Linked DNA regions of Mus musculus: region 2 is linked to region 1. Evidence: chromatin contacts called from public Hi-C data. All regions are on one chromosome and are shown on one strand. Each heading gives the region's core, a stretch centred on a gene start, on an enhancer-like site or on the middle of the called end of the contact. The rest is flanking DNA. Distances are from core to core; before and after follow the strand shown. Region 1 has its middle 8.2 kb from the start of Gm42196. Region 2 overlaps Tnik (TRAF2 and NCK interacting kinase).

Region 1 (3,195 bases), core at 386-2,885:
CCAGGCATGGCAGCATATGCTTGTATTCCCCGTGCTGGGAGGACGGAGGCAGGAAGGTCCCCAGGGCTTGCTGGTCAGTTCTCCTATATACTATGTGACAGGGACCAGACCAATGAGAGTTCCTGCCTCAAAGACACAAGGTGGACAGCTCCTGAGAAACTTCAGCTTAGGATGACCTCAGACACACAACCTAACTGCACATGTATGCAAGTACACAATCATCCCCCAGTATTGTCCACTCAAAGTTGTGTAGAGCGCATCTAACTCTTCACTTGGATATACTGGAGCCACTAGTGATGCAGTAATGCAAGCTGGCGACAGTGTGCTCAAGGCCGGAGGCCCGGTGTACGTCTGACCTTGGGGAGGTCTCCTGGGAACATTTGGGATTTCTTTTTAGATATTTATTTTTGATTATTTTTAAGTGTGTGCATGTGTGTGTCACACACACAAGTGCTGTCCATCACTGAGCCATGTTTCTATTCTTCAAGCCCACTTTTTAACAACAAGATCTCATGTATCAGAGAATCGCAGGCCGGCCCAAACCTGCTTATATTGCTGGAGATGTCCTTGAACTTCTCATCCTCCTGCCTCCACCTCCTAAGAACTAGGATTATAAATATGTGCTACCACACCCCATTTATGGAGTGTTAGGGGTGAAACCCAATGATTCGTGCAAACTCGGCAGATATTCTACCAACTGAATCACCCAACCAGCTCCAAATGTCTCTACAAATAGTTTCAATAACCCCAGTCCCTGAGTGCGTATGGGAAGGGCTGAGATAGTCATCTCGAGCTCCATGTGAAATGTCTCACCAATAGATCCGAGTAAGAAAACAGTGGGCACATTGGGAAAGAAATGAAGTTGCAGTGTCCTGGCTCATGAACTCAGCTTTTGTACTGGCCACTAAAGCCAGGGCTGTGTGCAGGCGAACCCCCAGCTCAACTGCTGCTGAGCTGGAGCCTCAACACAGCCAGTGAGCTTTACTTATGAGAGAGTGCCCACCTCCAGGGTGGTAAAATTATGCTCAGGATTTCAATGTGACCGCAGTTCTATCCCTCTAGGAAGAAGTGAGGAGGGAGCACAGGGCCTGCCTTTTTGTTCTTTACTCAATGAGTTCTCAAAAAATTGTATCAAGAAAGAGAGCCAAGAGTCCGTAGCACAAGGCACGTGGGCCTGGCTGAGCAGCTAGGACACGAATTGCTACTATCTGCCACCTGACCTCCTGCACAGTCACTCCCTGTCTTTGCAGGTGGCGGAGCTGTTTTTCCCAGGACATATGGAAGCTGAGCTTGGATCCTAAGTTTTGTCTTAAAAGGAAGAGTGAAGCTGTGTGAGAGCATGGGCTGGGGAACCATGAAATCCCACTGTGGGTTCTAGAGAACTGCTCACTGGTCAATGTTCTTCCCTGCAAGGGGAAGAGCTTGAAAGACTGCTCTGGCCTCCTGGAGCCCTCTCTGCAGTGGAAACAAATCGCCTCTGAAAATACAATGCCATGTTGCTTTTAAAAAGTGGTATTTAAGCAGCATGGAAGTAGCCTAGGAGAAATTCATGCAAAATCCATTCAGGCCTATAATTTACATCTGCTGCCTGAGTTGGAACACCTCCCTTCCATAACTGGAAATCTATGGGCCTAATTCTGGGATGACTGGAAGGAGGTTTATGTCTCAGCGTGTAGCTGAGCAATCTGTCACTGGGAGGGTAAAGCTGTAACCCCCAGTATAAGAAGCTGGGCCCTAGTGTTAAAATAGAAAGATAGAAAGATGGAAACACAGAAAGAAGGGAGAGGGTGGGGCGGGGTTGGGAGTACACACTTAAAAATCCACACTCAAGGACTTATGTTTGCTTGCAGGTCCAGAGGCTTGAGCCTGCCCTCTGCCCAAATCTGCAGTCTTTCCCACTCACCATGGTCTGCGATTAATTTAGTGCCCAAGAACCTCGAGTTGCTCCTGTGTTGAAGGTGAGCACCCTGATGTAAAGTTTGATATGTCACCAAGTCACTAGATCCACACTGACCTGCAGTGGGCTTTGCTGTTTCCCATGAGTGTTCTGGGCTCAATGTAGATTTTGTTTTGTTTGAAGATTTTCGTTTCTATGTGTTTTTGTTTCTATGTGTGTGGGTTCCATGTGCGTGCATGCATATGGGAGCTAGAGTTACAGGTGGTTGTGAGCCATTCAACATGGGTGCTTAGAACCAAACTTAGGCCCATGGCAAGGAGGAAGGAAGGGACTCTGATGTCCACTTGGTCTGGCCTTTAGTGCTGAAGAGCAAGAAGAACAAGAACAAGAAGAGATACCGAAATGTCTGTATTATATTGAAAAGGAGAGGGTGGGGCAGGGTTGGGAGCACACACTTAAAATCCATACTCAAGGACTTATGTTTGCTCCTGGGGGAGGGAGGGTAAGCCAGCTCCTCAGCTGGAAAGTTCAGGGCAGAGAGCAGAGTATGTATGCCCTGTAACAGGTAGGGCCTGAGGGATGCCCAGAGAACCTGGCGGCCAAGTTCACTTTGGTATGTAAACTATGCACCTCAGTTATTTGTCCCAGGTCTGAATCTCACCACAGGCTATTCCAACATTAGCTCTCCCCAAGCTGCCTATAGGTACCAGGATTTTATGTAAAGCATAAATCGTTCTCCTCAGACTGAAATACTCCTACTCCGTTATGGCTTAATGCTTTGCCTTTTTAGTTCTGTGACCTTGAGTAGCCCACTTCATTTTTCTGGGCTACAGTTTTCCCTGTATAAAAAGGTATGGCTTCTGTTCTAGAGTATAGGGCTCAGAATAAACAGATTGTCATTTGTTGTTGTTTTGGGTCATTCTAGGGACACATGTGTCACAAGACATTAGTCCTATATACTCAAAGAACGCACAAAATATTTCAGCACAGAGAAATGAGAAAAACAGCTATTTCCGCAAATCTTTCCTTTGTTAAAAAATTTTAAAATGTATTACATAAGTTTTCTTTCAACATAACAAATATATCGAAACTAATTTTTTTCTTTTAAAGGTGGCCATGTGGTCCATGCCTATAATCCTAGCCTTCTGAAGGAGGATCAGAGTTCAAGGTCATTTTGGCTACACAGTGAGTCTGAGGCTAATCTGGGCTACATAAGGCCCTGTCTTAAAGAACAAAAGGCCCAAAAGTGATTTAGGGCTTGTGAGAAAGAAATCAGGAGTCTGGAAAAATGGCTCCCT
Region 2 (3,195 bases), core at 260-2,759, 180 kb after region 1:
CTCAAACTGGCACTCAGATGGCCCGAGTGGCTCATCACTTCCTTTCACAGTCTACTGGCAGAATAATTCGCATGTCCATATCTAGCTTCAAGAACTATAGGGAGGGACTGGAGAGACGGCTCAGGGGCTAAGAGCATATACTACTCTTACAGAGAACCAGAGTTTAATGCCTAGAACCCATCTCTGGTGACTGATTCACTGTCTGAAACTCTGGCTCCAGGGAACCTAATGAATATGGCTGCTGAGGTCACCTTTACTATGCACAGACCCTCACACAAGTACATACATATACATAATTTTAAAATAAAATATTTTTAAAACCCCATGAAAATGCCATTTTCCAATACAGAGAAGAAGGGGATGTGAGATGTTTGGACAATTATAATGGCTGCTGTTTCTATTAAAAGACCAAAGGCTGGTGTGTAAGAAGAGTGTAAATAACCATGGCTAGTTACATATAAATATATTTAAAATCGGAACAACAAACTTCAAAGCAAATCAATTAGAATCTATCTGTACCCTATAGAAAAGCCAGAATCTCAGTGGATTGAGGGAGATATTTTCTCTCTCTCTTATAATGAAGTTCAGACACAGGCAGGCCATGATGGCGCAGGGGTACCATGGTCACTGGACTCTTAAGATCATGTTACCATTCTATGAGTCTGGCATTTGGCTTTCATGCTCAATTCACCACAGGATCAGAGGCAGCTGTAGGGTTCCAGGTAAAACATCTGCATTTCAGGAGGAAGGGAGGAGGAAGTCTGTTCTTGGGATGACTCTGGTTCATCTGAGAAGTCCTTTAGAACGTCCTACAGCAAATCTGCTGACCTGCCTGTGGTGGCACATAGAGTTAACCTGACAGGATCTGGGAACACCTAGGAGACAAACATCTGCACACATCTGTGAGGGAGCTTCTAGATTGGGAAGACCCACCTTAAATATGGGTGTCACCATGGCCTGGGTGGGAGTTCTTGACAAAAAGCAAATGAGGGGCCAGCAAGTCCTAAGGATCCTCCTGTTCCTGTCTCCTTGGGCTGGGATTACAGGATGTGGGATTCAGTTTGCTTTGTTTTGTTTTGTTTTTAAATGTGGTTGCTTCAGCTTTGAATTCAAGTTCTTGCATTTGTATAGCAAACATTTTACTGAGCAACTTCTCCTGCTCCCCAAACCTGGAAATGGAAATCCAATGTTCATAGAAACTTACCTAGACACAAGGTCATGCAGCTATAGCTTTTGATTTGTATAACTTTGCCTCTAGAGCCTCATCGGATAGTACAAAGGTCTCTGATCCAAACATTATCTGTCTTTCAAGACCAACAAACCACCCTCTAGCTTAGCCATAGGCACAAAAACCTTGGGTTGGGGGATCATATACAAATGAGGCTCTGCAGTCAGTCAACAGTCTGTCTGAATTGATAACTAGCCATATGTACCATTAATAGTGACATGAAGTGATGGACTGGGATTGGCTTGTGTCTTTGTATGCCAGATGACAGGCCCTGCCCCCTGGTATCTGTTGACATGCTTTTGGCTGTTCCTCCATGGCCCTGGGCCATCCCAACTCTCTCAGGATGTGAGAGAATCGGAGAAAATCCAAGCAATTACTATTTGCCTTCTTGAGGACCCTAGAGAGAAGGCTTCATTACTGTGTCCAGTCTGTCCATCTTGGACCCTCATCTCTTGCCCCCTTCTGCTATCTGGAGGTGTCAGGGTAAAAAGGCATACAGTCAAGAGTGGCTATAAGCTTCCTAGATTCAGAATAAAGTGTGTGTCTTCTAGCAGCTTCTACCAGTCACTAGCTGCATGGTGACTTATGGTGTGGGAAGCACTGCTGAAAATACTTTCAAGCAAACAGTCATATAATTGGTTTGTTATAGGCAGGTGGTAAATGAGTAGCTTTGGGGAAATGGTCCTGCTAAGGCTCTCCTTTACAAAGTAGAGCCTTGGACGCTTTCCTAATATTTCTTACTTAATTATTTAGGCAATCAGTTCTTGTCTTGAAGTCCATCTGCTGCAGCTGCTATCTTTTTCCTTCATCTAAGCATCTCTGCAAAGGCAACATGCCAAAGTCTTTGTGAGTCTGGTTCCCATCATTTGGACCTTGTGTTGCTGGAAATACAGGAAAGGTGCACTGTCCTGACAGGTCTTGAGGAATCCAATGTTTGCATATCTCTGTGAGCCTTGTGGTGCATTTCTCCATGAATTTATATCACATTTCTGCTGATGGAAAGACTTAAATGAGGGCCTTTGTGTGAAAATCAATCTTTTAAGCAACATGTGTTTGTGGCCTTCATTGGCCTGCGGGAGAGTCGAGGATACCTATTCTTGTCCAAAATTTGCCAAATAGTCATTCGTGATGTTTTTTTTTTGATGCACTTTCTGGAATCAGCCTGCCAATTCCTGGCTCTGGATATGTTGGAAACAGCCTCTGAACACAAATCTTGTGTTGGCTTATATCCTGTATTCCGTGTACCAGTGTACAGCTGTGGCAGGGCAATCTTCTGGCAAAGGGCATGGAAAGGACTAGCTAGTGAGTCTCAACAGCAGTCAAAGGGTTAAAATAACCAGGCCTGTGCCAGAGGGGTGGCTCAGTGGGTAAGCTCTGAGGGCATCAGGTGTCTCATGCATCCGTAACTCCAGTTCCAGACACTCTGCCATCTTCCTTTAGCATTCTTGAACTCCTGAATGGTACATATACATATATTTGTGTATATACACGTGCATATAAAATAACAAGTAAACAAATCTATAAAATCAAAACCAAAAGAAATATTCAAATATGCTATAAGTTTATCTTGGGTTGTTTTCCTCTTAGTCTTGTGTGCTTAACTGAATAAGCCCATTTCCCAAAGGAAGCCAGTGAACAAAATCAGTTTATATGGAGATGTTTTGCTCTCACCTGTATGGAGATCATATTGAACTAAGCTAAATGATGGGTATGAATCTAAGGCCTGTGAACAGAGAAAAATATATTTTGGAAAAATATAACCCTCTGCATTGATATTTTGCAGATTTGGTATGGTCTACCAAATCGGTTATCTCAATGATATAATATTAATTATATCTAAAAAATAATGTTGTATGTGCTCTGTGCATAAATTAAGTTCATTTTTTCAAGCTGAGCAACTAGAATTTACCACTGCCTGTCATGTTTGTATTGTCCTTGGATGCTTCCCTTTCAGACCTCTTCTTTAG

What was found. Hi-C and Micro-C count contacts between places; a contact is called where the count stands out from the background.
Region 2: a contact with region 1 is called in a Hi-C map of cerebellar granule neurons, with 2.8 times the contacts expected there. The contact joins two enhancer-like sites. A contact is called at or near these places in 11 of 484 Hi-C or Micro-C datasets (CD4 T cells, the HL-1 cell line, the HPC-7 cell line and 7 more), 2 of 115 datasets of contacts at active chromatin or transcription factors (astrocytes and intestinal villus epithelium) and 1 of 9 other capture datasets (embryonic stem cells).

Annotation. Positions count from the first base shown.
Region 1 is chr3:28,166,721-28,169,915 of GRCm38.p6, forward strand. No RefSeq gene overlaps it. Among named protein-coding and RNA genes, the nearest start is that of Gm42196, 8.2 kb to the right of the region's middle. Within about 2 kb of position 1,636, at least 2 of the 459 cell types and tissues checked have an H3K27ac peak or open chromatin away from gene starts, as enhancers often do. A contact at or near this core is called in cerebellar granule neurons and cerebellum, where this site is marked.
Region 2 is chr3:28,344,137-28,347,331 of GRCm38.p6, forward strand. All of the region lies in intron 1 of Tnik (TRAF2 and NCK interacting kinase), which reads left to right. Among named protein-coding and RNA genes, the nearest start is that of Mir466q, 74 kb to the right of the region's middle. Within about 2 kb of position 1,510, at least 6 of the 459 cell types and tissues checked have an H3K27ac peak or open chromatin away from gene starts, as enhancers often do. A contact at or near this core is called in cerebellar granule neurons and cerebellum, where this site is marked.